2 separate regions of the Sus scrofa genome follow, and region 2 is linked to region 1. A link is a contact called in public Hi-C data. All regions are on one chromosome and are shown on one strand. The core of a region is the stretch at or near the end of the contact, and the rest is flanking DNA. Distances in the headings are between cores, read along the strand shown.

Region 1 (5,904 bases), core at 2,976-5,475:
CTTCATCCAACCCCCACCCCCATCCCCTGCCTCTGGTAACCGCACATCTGATCTCTTTTTCTATGAGTTTGTTTTTGAAGCATAATTGACCTACAAGGGTAAGTTAGTTCCTGTTACACAACCTCGTGATTACATATTTCTACACATTTCAAAATGATCACCACAAGTCGTCTAATTACCATAGATGTGTAAGAAGCATCCACTATCTTTTCCAGAGTGGTTGTATATTTCACATTCCCACCTTGCAGGAGTGTTCTATGCCTGAGCCACATCATCACCAACTAGCGGTAGTCAGTTGTTATGTCATTCTAATTGGTGTGTATGTTATCTCACTGTGGGTTTAATTTGCACTTCTCTGATAACAAATGATATTGAGCCTCTTTTGACACGGTTGTTATCTAGTTGTATATCTTCTTTTGTGAAGTGTCTATTGAAATATTTTGCCTATATTTTATTAAGTTGATCTTCTTCCTATGATTTCTCACAGAGGCTGGATACAAGGCCTTTGTCAGATATGAGCCCATTTCTATTTCTTGATGATGTCTTTCAAAAAGTAGAAACTTTTCATTTTGATGGAGTGTATTCATTTTTCTCTTTTATGCATCATGCGCTTTTTTTGTGATGAAACTGCCCCAAATTTACAGACAGTCTCTCCTGTTTTCTTCTGGAAATTTTATAATTTGAATTATTTAAGTTCATGATTTGAACATTTAAGTTCATGACCCACTTTGAGTTTATTGTTGGGTGCAAAGTTGGGATCAATACTTACATTTTCCCAAATAGAGATCTTGCTCTTCTGCCACCATTTGTTGAAAAGATTAGCCTCTCTTTATTGAAAGCAACTTCACTGAAAATTAATTGAATATACAAATAGGGATATATTTCTGTCTCTCTATTCTGTTCTCCCGATCTGTATGTCTATCTTTTTACCTGAATCACACTGTCTTAATTAATATAGCCTTATAGTAAGTCATGAAATTAGGTAATGTAAATCCTTGGTTTACACCTATGATCTTTTTGAAATTGTGTCATTTATTCTAGGATCTTTATTTTGCATAAACATTTTTTTGCTTTTTTTTTTTTTTTTTTGGCCAATGGACATTCAGTATTCATTCTAGTTTCCTGAAGTTGTCTTTTATTTATTTATTTATTTATTTGGCCACACTTGTGGCATGCAGGAGTTCCTGTGCCAGGAATCGAACCCATGCCACAGAAGTGACCCAAGCCACAGCAGTGACCATTCCAAATCCTTAACTTGCTGAGCCATGAGGGAACGCCTCCATAAAAATTTTAGAATAAGAATATTAATTTTCCAAAAGCTTTCTGGAATGTTGATTGGGGTTGTGTTCCTAGGTGAGCAGTAAATAGCCAGCACCCTTGGATTTTCTTGATTTATGGCACCAGAAAAACTCAGGCTTTGGCCCAGCAGCAAGCTGAGAGCCACTACAGGGCAAAATCAAGGGAGAGTGCTGTGCCTGACCATATCATCCTCAAACCTAACAACACCGGAGGTAACTCTGGCAGATAAGGCCAACCCTCTGGCAAGCCTCAAGGACAGAGTCATTGCACAGACTCCCCAGCATCCTGGAGCAAGGCTATGTTTTCTCCAAGAGGGAATGACTCACCATTTGAAAGAGGCTCCTGGTCTGCTACTGGTTTTAGTAACAACTGAGCACCTGAACTTGCAACATCAGGTATGTTCATCCCTATCTGAGGTATTGTCAGACCCACCAAGTCAGGCATTCTAGCGAGTGCAGCAGGAACCCTAACCCTAACCCTAACCCTTGGGCAGTAAGGCCCAAGCGGGTCTAAAGGACACAAATAACTTACATAAACAAGTCACCAAAAGTCAACTAGTTCTGTTTCACCCAGGCTTTGCCTCAATGCACATCTATAGATAATACACATCCATGCCTATCTTTTTAGGTTCCCCAAAAAAACCAACAAAGGAGAAACTGCCTAATCCTCATTTACAAATGGGTTGCCTGAATATGATGGGTGTCCTGAAAATAAACTGCCACTCCCTGCATCACCACAAGGTGGAACTTCAGTGGGCAGAGCTGTGAGCAGAACAGCTGATCGTCTACTTCATAGGGAGGAAAAGGTAGGATATACTTCTCTTGACTTCTCCCCCTCCCCTCTCTCACTCTCCCTGCTCCCCACATTGCTTCCTGGAATCATCACCCAAATGAACTGCTTCCATCCAAGTCTTTATCTTAGTCTCTGCTTTTGAGGAACCCAATCTACACAGAAGTTGCCATACATATATGATTTATTATATTCATCAAGTGAAAATTCCATCTTGGTCTCTCAAATGTTTGAAAGCTTCTATTATACAGGCAGAACCTCGCAATCTCATCTGTGAAATTAAAAATGTAATCATAATGGATTCGCCTGGTGCTGATGGTTTTAGACCAGAGGTTTCTGATAGGTAAGGGTCTTTTATGCTTATTTTGTACATATCTAGACTTCTTTGACCGGGAACCACAAGTTTAACACATCCTTTGGGACGAGAATTAATTTTCAAAGCTTAATACTAAGGGATTCTTGATCCCTCCAGGAAAGAGAGGCTTGAGGGTAAATATTACATATTCAACATACCAGCATGATTTTTTTTTTTTTTTGGTCTTTTTTAGGGCTGCCACCTGCAGCATATGGAAGTTCCCAGGCTAGGGGTCAAATCCGAGCTATAGTTGCCAGCTTACACCACAGCCACAGCAACGCCAGATTGTTAACCCACTGAGCAAAACTAGGAATGGAACCTGCATCCTCCTAGATACTAGTTGGGTTCATTACTGCTGAGCCACAACGAGAGCTCCCATGTTAGCATGATTTCAATAAAGTTGGTTACAAAAAATAAAATTTCAGTTCTTCACGTGTTTTAAGTAAAATAACCAGAAACCATATGAACATTACTCAATAGTAATTACTGAAGCACAAGAAAAAGGATCTAAAACTTTTAAGAAGACTTTTCTATTCCCAACCACTAGGTGATCCCCTATACTTTAGAAAGTCTTTAGAAATTATAGCTGATCCGTACCTCCTGGGACATTATCCTTCTACCACCCCTTCTTTCCTTAGTCTATCTACTGTTCTTGTTTACTCTCTTTTTAAAATATTTACTTGCTTAAAATAGAGGAAAATCAAAGGAAAAAATAATTCATAATCTTTCTGCTTATATAATCTTTCTTAGTAACAAATAATAAAACAATGTGGCTCAATGGGTTAAATGTCCCACGTTGTCACTGCAGTAGCTCATGTCCCTGCTGTGGCACAGGTTGGATCTCTAGCCCAGGAACTTCTGCATGTTGCAGGTGTGGCCAAAAAAAACACTTTTCTAAGGTATAAAAGATGAATTCAGGAAACTAAAATGAATATTGGACATCCACTAGATTGAAATCGTAATTGCTTAGTTGAGGTCAGTGATGTCAAGATATTGCCAAAAATTCACACAACCAGTTACTGACCAAAACAAAAACCAAAAAAAACTAAAAAAGCAAAAAAAGGTGCAAATTAAGCAAATAATTTAAACAGATAAAACATTTTCATTTTGCAATCGGTTACCTTATAGAAACACAAAACATATTCTCACAATTCTTGCGATAGTAAGGTTTATGAATGTAATGATATAATCTATATATTTTAAAAGTGTCAGTAGCATTTTTTAAGGGGGAAACAGGTTCACCTAGTGCTTATTTCTTCCAAGGTATTAAAATCAACATTCATTATATTTTCTAGTCTTCAGTTGGAAACCTGATCCTCAAAGAAAGAACGTGGCTGCTATAGGTCCACGTTCCCAAACAGGCAATGACACAGCCAGAAATAAATCTCTCAACTTGCAAGACAAGTTCGCTCAAGGAGATGACAGTATTTATATGATGTGACCGAATTTACATTAAATTTGTCTCTAGCTCACTTTCAATGTCAGTTTTGATCCAGGTGTTGGATTGGCTATGGAATAAAATGCTTGATTCTCCCAGCCCCCTCTAACCAGGGGGCTGACATCTTGGAATAAAAGGTAAAGGAATTCCCTAATCCAGGAATAAAAATTTAGGGTCCCTAAGAATATCATGGAAAGGTTTTTTTGCATGCGAATTTTGGTTATACCCTTGTTCTGACTTAGCAGGTTTGGAGTACAGAAGTCCACTTTGTGAAGCATCCTTGCGGTCCGTAGAGAAAATGAACATACTTCCTGATTTGCTTCTATTGTCCTGGCATCCCTCTGGTTTAATGTGTGTCCCAGAATTGTTGTTGTTGTTGTTATTAACAAAACGTTCTTTAAAATAGTTGTATTAAGCCAAGCTGGGTTTGATAGATTACTTTGTACTTCTGTATTCTACCATGGCCTTTGCCAGTAGCGTGTGAGAGATGTGTAATAAGCAGAGTTCAACATTTCACATGTGGTTAAATCTGAACTATCGGTGATAATGCCTCTCACTTTTTTGAAACCCGCCTTGACACAGATAAGTCCTCCGCTTTAAGGATAGCGTAGCTGTCAGTATGGTTGCATACAGGCATCTTGGAACAGCTAACTTCTGGTCCTCAGTGAAGTGGGAGAAATATGTCGGCTGTCCCTGGTGGTCCTACTGGTGAATGAGTCATTGTGCCTTAGTCCAGAGTGAGGCCCTCAAAGTGGTCCCTGGTGGCCTAGCGGTTAGGGATCCTGCCTTGTCACTGCTGTGGCTGGAGTTCAATCCTTAGCCTGGGAACTTGGGCTTGCCGCAGGCGGCCAAAGGGAAAGGCAAGATCCCTATCAAACACTTTGGACTTCCCTTTGTGGAACTGCAGTTATCAGTGTAGTGGTTCAGGTCACTGCAGTGGCTCTGGTTCAATCCCTAGTCCAGAGTGCCTCAAAAAGTAAAAAAAAAAAAACAAAAAAAAAAAACAATCGGCCTGGGAGATGAGGAAGCTGCTCGTTGGCCAGCAGGTGGGGTCGTTTTGAAATTTTGTGAAATAAATGTGGGAAATAAATGTGGGGAGTAGAAGAATGCCCCAGTAGAGCTGATACAGAGAGGTGTGAGCAATCCTGCTGAAATGGTTTTGTCTCATATTAGCCAGTGTAAATCTACAGTGATTTATAGCTATCCCCCACTTTTAAAAGTTGGGTTTACACCAATTCTGGTACCTTTTTTGGCTAACTGGAACAACTCTGAAGGAGACTTCACTTTCACACAAAAAGGCAGAAGGTGAAAATGGCATTTCGTGTTTGTTTTGCAGGAGCTCTTATCGAGGCAGCCCATACCCGGAGCAGTGAGAGTGGCACCACCAGACTGTTCCCCTGGACCACACGTGGCATCTCAGCATCTGTCCGCCATAGTTGTGAACACCTGTGCTTTACCTGGATTCATTCTGTGCATTGCTTAGCCAGATGGGTCCCGAGGTAACTGCTCCTTCGCTTTACACTGTTTCAGCTTAACGGAAGGTTTCATGAGAACACTCTACTTCCATAAAGCAGGGGAAGCTGTATTTACTTTAATGCTGTTAACAATTTTTAAAGATTTTGCAGTGAACCCTCTCAGCAGCAAGAGCTCAAGAAGCAAAGCTAAGCAAAACAAAAACACATGTTTGGTGAAAATTAAGTACGGAATTTTTATTTGTCAGTAGATTTGATGATAAGTGTACAACATACATCAAATGTTTCCCAGCGTTCCACCTCCCACCATGGGACCTGTAGTAAGGAAAACTAGATGACATAAATATGCTATAAAGACCTCAGAATTTGCTTGAAATCTTAGTCATTATTTTAAAGTTTCTTGGACAAGAAGCAATAGCCGTTAATGTGTTTGGTTTAATTAATAGAACTCTGCAGATAGCTAAATGACTCATTTTTTATGTCACCAATTGCTTCAAATTTAAAAAATGAATTCTAATAATTCAATTTTTCATGAAATTTATGGAATTAAA
Region 2 (6,583 bases), core at 3,651-6,150, 180 kb after region 1:
GGCGCAGCACTGGTCCAGGAGCCTGAGATTCGGTTGTTCAAGACACCAGCTGCTCGGCTCCCCAGCTGTTACCTTCCGGAGCTCCCTGGAGGCAGATTAGCTGTCATGACCTCTTTGCTCCCAAGGCCTCATCGAAAAACCTCGGCATGAACCTGCTCTGCCTTCAGGTAGCCCTGAGTTGGTTTGCTGGGAAGGTGCTGGCGGACAAAATGGCCAGTCCCTTCCTGGGCTCACTTTGGAAGGGATGACGGCCTGGGAAACTCAGGTGCCTGTATACCCTCGTTGTTAGAAACACATACGCTCTTACAGACGTTTTTAATTAAGGGGAGTGGGAGAGGCAGGCAGTTAGGGAAGAGGAAGGTCGATGGAAAAAAGCTCTTCCGGGGCCCTCCAGGATTGAGGCGGGCACCCCAAATGGGCCCTGGCATGACCCAAGTGATCGTGGAAAGCCCGGTGACAAAAGTAAAAGTGAACCTCTGTCCCAAAATGACAACCTTCCATTCAAAGGAGTAAAGGGAGATGGAGGAAGTACAGCCACCAGGCACATCTTCTGGAAACAAGAGGGCTTTTCAGGTTGGCGAGCAAAACAGCAAGTTGTGTGTGACCTTAGCTGCTTTCCCTTTTGATAGGATTTGGCCCTGGAAGAAGCTGTCCTGGAGGAGCTGACACAGAAGGTGGCCCAGGAGCATAAAGCCCACAGGTAAGGCAGGGGCTGCTGGGCCCAGCCTGCGGCCGCGGTCCTCCTGGAGGCAGGAGATGCTCGCCCCCGCCCCCAGCCCTGCCTTGAGTCCACATGGTTACGTTTGGGTTTTTTGTTGTGTCAGTTTCTGCTGTACCGTCAAGTGACCCAGTCATACACATCGACATGCTTTTTCTCGTATCATCTTCCATCACGTTCTATCACAAATGATTGGCTCTAGTTCCCTGTGCTGTATAGCACAGTTCTGTTTCTTACAGCAAGTGATTCAGCTCTGTGCTGAGAGGTGCATGTGGACTTGAAAACTGTGCAGAGTTCCTGTTGTGGCTGAGTGGGTAAAGAACCTGACTAGTATCCATGAGGATGTGGGGTTTGTCTGTCTTTCTTTCCTTCTTTCCTTCCTTTTTTTCTTTCTTTCTCTCTCTCCTTTCTTCCTCTTTCTTTCTTTCTATAAGGATTTTTATTTTTTTCCCATGGGCGGTTCCATGGTGTAATGATGGGGGTTTCATCCCTGGCCTCGCTCAGTGGGTTGAGGATCCGGAGCTGTGTACATTGCAGATGCAGCTCAGATCTGACACCTGGTGTTGGCTGTGGCTGTGGCATAGGCTGGCAGCTGCAGCTCCGATTCAACCCCTAGCCTGGGAACGTCCATGTGCCTCGGGTACAGCAGAAAAAAGAAAAAAGAACAAAAAGAAAACGGCGCTCTCTGCCCCCACTCCCCTTCTCGCTCTCTCTTTGCCTTTCTCCCTCCTTGTCTTTTTTCTTCCCTTTTCTTTAGCACCAGTAAGTCCACACACATGCAGGTTGTTGGCCAGAGGAATTCCGCTCTGTGACCTTCTTAAAACTCTGTTACCAGACGTGGAGAGCCTTGGGCTGCACGTGCTGAGTGCAGCCCTCAAGAGCTGCTCTCGGTGGGAAAGTGAAGGTCTAGAGGGAAGAGAGACTTAAGGCAGCGCTGAGAGCATGATCAGGGCCACGTGGACAAGTGCAGCGGTCCTAGACTCGCTGATCTCGGCCACTTAGCTCCCAAAATATCATCCTCATCAACTTTCTCCTTTTTTTTTTTTTTTAAATGCTTTTTATGGCTGTACCTGCACCATATAGAAGTTCCCAGGCTACAGGTAGAATCAGAGTTGCCGCTGCTGGCTTACACCACAGCCACAGCAAAGCCAGATCTGGGCCATGTCTGCAACCTACACCACAGCTCACGGCAGTGCCAGATCCTTAACCCATGGATTGAGGCCAGGGATCAAACCTGCATCCTCATGGATACTAGTCGGGTTCATTACGCTGAGCCACGACGGGAACTCCCCCTTTTCCTTCTTTCTTAACAGTGGAGACTTTTTTCCCCCAGTGAGAGAAAAAATAACTTTTTAAATTTTTTTTTAAGGCAGGCAGCATTATTCACCAGGATGTCTGGGATAATTATTTAGTACTTATGGGGCTGTGGCTCTTTATTCAATATGTTACCTTTCTGTTATTATTCCCTGTTGAGTGAAAGGCTACTGGGGAATATGTTAATGGATTACTTAGTAATGCACCATGCCTGCACAGTTGGGTGATGATGGCTTTTCCCAGAAATAGAACCACAGGTGCTGGAATTTGCCACCAGGAGGGTAGGATCATCCACTGACTTTATTGCCCTTAACCATTTCCTCCTTTGATGCTCTTGATTTTAGTGGAATCCTGCCAGCAGAAGCTGAGCTTATGTACATCAACGAAGTGGAACGTTTGGATGGATTTGGACAGGAAGTCTTCCCTGTGAAGGTAGCATACCCTGCCCTTGCTTTAGCCATCTCGGAACCGCACAGGCATTTGGAAAACCAGTGCTGATCGAGAGCAGAGAGCCAGAGGCTTGGCTTTCGTATCGCTCCATGGCATTAGTTGGCACGTCCAAATTCCTTTAGGAAAGCAAACACTTTTTCATCATGGAGAGGTTTTGAAGCTCTCCGTGGTCTTTAGCCGAATATCTCCTCGGTAAGACACCCTTCTGAGTGAGCATCAAACATCAGAAGTTATCCAGGCTGCCTCTGATGGGATGAGCAGCGAGCGTCATGGGTGCCTTAATACCGATCCCCCCTGGCAGTTTTCTTCGCTGTGCTTCCTTTTGTTTTTCAGGCTGATGCAGTGATAATTGTTGGTGAGGCAGAACGAGCCTTTCCTGTGTGCAGTTGTACTTTATTTCTCTAGCTCTGTAGAGCCTCTGTTGTGGGTTTCCAGCCCCCTTCGTGTTTTCTGGAAACTCTGCTTAGGAAACTGTTACAGCACATCCGTCCTTTGCAACAGATCCATCTCCTGAAGTGGGTGTGGTTGGGGGTCATGGTGCATGGTCGTTTACAGGGTTGAGCCCGTCATCCACACGCCTTTTCCTCTCTGCTGACCCACTTTACAAAAGACGGAGTTTTATCAGAAACCTAAAGCGACTGGCACATTTCAGCAATTTGGGAGACGCCTGCAATTTCAGCCTCAACATCTCACTTCACACTGGCTCTGCTGGCTGCTTTATACGTGTTCTGTTCCCCCTCTGCTGCACCGTTTGCCATTTGCTTTAATGAGAACTGCCCATGTGTATCAAGTGGAATCGAGCAGGGTGGCCGCAGCTTGCAAAAAGGGCTAAATGGCTCTTTTTTCAGATTTGTTTAATTTTCTTTTGCTTCTCTAATGGCTGCCCTTCGTAGGATTGTAATCCATTTTCCTTGCAATAATGCCTTATGAAGCCATCTGGATCCCACTTCCATTTCAGCAGCCCATATATAGTCATGATGTTTTGGAAAAGCCGAGTAAACTTTTCTCCACGTCTAGAAAACTGACTTCTCAGGGTTCTGGACGTTGGAGGTTTTGTTGTGGTGGTCATTGGCTTGTGTTGTTTTTAGCAGTTCTGAACTGTGGGAAAGAGGGGCAGTGGACACCGTGTTGAAAGCCACTGTGCTTGGTTCTGTGCATTTTCTAGCTCTGTCCTCCGGTGGGAAAAAGCGCAGAGGGGATCCTTGCGCCTGCCCCGAGTGGGCAGACAGGCACGGCTGACTCACTGCTGGTGGGTGTAACCTAGCTGGGCTGCTTCCTTTTTCTTTGCCCCCGCATATTTGTTCATGACTAAGGTGACCACCTACAGACCACATGCCTCCTGGCCACCCAAGGATGGTGGGTGTGGCAGCTGTACCCGCGGGGGCAGGGATGGGGACAGCTCTGAACTAAGTGAAAAAGCAGCCAGGAAAGTATGCAGGGGCCGACTGCCCGTGGGGATGGGGCCCTTTGGGTTAGCACAGGTCCTCACTGACCACCTCACATTAAAAACGTATCTTAAGATGTGTCCCAGGGAAGGACAAGGACATTTAGCGTGAGTTTTTCCATGCATGCTTTCTCAAAAACGTTCAAGGTTGGAGGGTGGGTACCAGGCCATTTCCTGCCAGATGTGCTCCCCTCCGCCACAAACACAGGGGTGGCTGCAGCCTCCGTCATTCTCGTATGGTCAGAGCACATGATAGGGGAGAAGAACCCTTCCAGAATGGGTCAGACAGAGTCTGGAGCCTCAGTCCCTGGCCAAGCTTTGAGCGATGCAGCGCCTGGCACCTGTTCTGTGTTTTCCCCATTGTCCTGCCCTGGTGGACGGCTCCTCCCATGTCGCCATCCCCACCAAACCTCTCTGCCCATCTGCTGGCGATGTGCCCAGTCTTTCCCCAGAATTTTCCTTCCTCTTTCCATCGCTACTTCGCCTGTCTTCTTTTCCCAGATACCTTTTTCTGTAATAGAATCTTCACGTCTCCTAATTACCGAGGTCTCCCCCCCACTCAATTCCCAGTCCTGTCTCTCTCTGCTTCCCACCAGCAGTGGTCTTATCCTCTCTCTCCATTAGAAGACTCCTACTTTATGGGAAGCTTTAGGAGGTGGGTTGAGAAGAGGTCCCCTGAGAAGGGAAACTGTCACCTTTGGGTCTCAAAAGGGATTGCATATTCTGTGGAAGGTAGAGGTTTATCTTTTCCATCTTAGGCCCAGTGGGGTGTGGCCCTCCTCTCACTGCACAAAGAGGGTGTCCCCCAAGTGAAAGCAGGGGGCTGGGTGACAGTTTGCTCACAGTTGACTCAGAGTGTCAGAAACACTGGCAGCCGGGTGACGCTCTCCCAGGCAGGAGGTTGGAAGGACCTGACTGGCCCCAGAGACCAGGCTCAAGGCAAGACCTCTGGGTTCCCCCACACGGGCCCCCAAGATTGCCTGACTGTGACGTCTGCTGTCCATGTGCCCTCCCTGTGCTCACGAAGGTCCTGGCCTGTGTTTAGCACCCCACCCCCCACCCCTGCCCAGACCATAGACAGACAGGCCTCATCACCCCCACGAGGCCCTCGCAGGAAGAACAGAAGTCAACGCAGCGAGACAGGAGCAGCCTGAGCGAGGCAGAGATTCTGCAGGGGGAAGGATCCCCCTGCCCCACACATCCTATGAGTTTCAGTGATAACAAATAAACCTCTTACCTCCTGACTGAAATAGATAGATGGCTTGTAAAAGGCAACGTTCAGAAAATAAAAAAGAACTCCCAGAAATGAAAAGTCAGCTCCAAAAGGGAAAATTTGATAGGTTAGAAGATGATGTCAAGGAAATCGCATCCAAAAACAAAGTAATAGATGTGGGAGGCAGGAGATGAAATGAGAGGGCCAGCCCAGGGTGTCCATCATCTGAATAATGGGAGTTCTAGAAGGAGTGCACAGAAGAAACGGAAGGTGGGGAGCTGAGGAAATATCCCCAAACTGAAGAACATCAGGTTCTAAATTGGAAGGCCAAGCATAGCAGATGCAAATGGACACACACTAGGCCTTTCAGTGGTGGGACTGGGTGCTTTTAGGAAGAAGAAAGGGTGAGGCTGCATCTGCGGCTGCTTTGGAGCAAGATCTACAGAATGTTCCAAGTTCAAACTGTGTGCATCTGTCATCACACATACGCAATGTATGTATACAATCGAACTACATGTGTGTATAGTTTTAGTTTAAAAAACAAACACTAAGGTTCAAACATTAATAATTGTTCCTGGAAGAGAAAGCCTTAACCACCAACAAATCCGAGAAAACCCTGACATTCTTTCTTAAACAGGAAATGTGTCGTGACAGATTGAGATAAAAACACGATCTGTGTCGTCTTATTAGGATGTTCTCCAGGACCTAGTTGCCTTACTGCCCTGATGTGATTCATTCCATGTACGGGTGAGAAATGGGGTGCGGTCGCCGCGGGCAGACCGCCAGGCCGCTGGGGATCTGTGTCGTCACAACTCTCTCTTGATCTCCTGCAGGACAGTCATGGAAACAGCGTGCACCTGGGCATTTTCTTCATGGGGATTTTCGTGAGAAACAGAATCGGAAGACAAGCCGTCATATACAGGTAGGCGGATTTGTCTCTTTCTCCCTTTTCTCCTCGAGGTGCTCTAGAAAACTCCATGGAGGGTGAAGGTTATACAGATGCTCGAAGAGTCCGTCCCGTGGCTCCGAGTTGCGCTTTCCTCAACTCAGATAAGATCAGCCCTCTGCAGGATTTCAGTGGTTATGGAGAAATCATCCCACTTTCCCTGGGGTTTGTTGGGGGGGGGCGGGGGATGGAGGAAGCTCTTTCTTTCCACCTGACTCCGAGAAATGCATAGCTGACCCCCCCCCCCCCCCCCCACTGAGCCGGAAGAGTAGAACCAAACTCTAGGAGTCTGGTTGGCGAGGAGCCCTTCCAGGAGTCAGGTTCCCACAGAATTATCTTTGTGAGATTACCCAGGACCAGTCATTACATCCCAACTGGCTTCTTTCCCTCATCCTGCCCGCCCTCTGCCTGACCACATTGCTAGAAAAGTTCATACTAATTCTTATATGAACAAAAGAGGGCTATTTGTGAAAGTGTCTTGAAAAAGCAATCAATTCG

The links. Hi-C and Micro-C count contacts between places; a contact is called where the count stands out from the background.
Region 2: a contact with region 1 is called in a Hi-C map of omental adipose tissue, with 1.9 times the contacts expected there. The contact joins two enhancer-like sites. A contact is called at or near these places in 2 of 5 promoter capture datasets (fetal skeletal muscle and liver), 22 of 47 Hi-C or Micro-C datasets (adipose tissue, brain, embryonic fibroblasts and 13 more) and 1 of 2 datasets of contacts at active chromatin or transcription factors (skeletal muscle).

Annotation. Positions count from the first base shown.
Region 1 is chr9:129,017,931-129,023,834 of Sscrofa11.1, forward strand. No RefSeq gene overlaps it. Among named protein-coding and RNA genes, the nearest start is that of CENPF, 8.6 kb to the left of the region's middle. Within about 2 kb of position 4,226, at least 2 of the 83 cell types and tissues checked have an H3K27ac peak or open chromatin away from gene starts, as enhancers often do. A contact at or near this core is called in omental adipose tissue, where this site is marked.
Region 2 is chr9:129,196,276-129,202,858 of Sscrofa11.1, forward strand. It overlaps PTPN14 (tyrosine-protein phosphatase non-receptor type 14), which reads left to right. Exons shown (of 21, transcript XM_003130398.6): 7 at 630-700; 8 at 2,377-2,464; 9 at 5,973-6,061. Among named protein-coding and RNA genes, the nearest start is that of PTPN14, 85 kb to the left of the region's middle. Within about 2 kb of position 4,901, at least 9 of the 83 cell types and tissues checked have an H3K27ac peak or open chromatin away from gene starts, as enhancers often do. A contact at or near this core is called in omental adipose tissue, where this site is marked.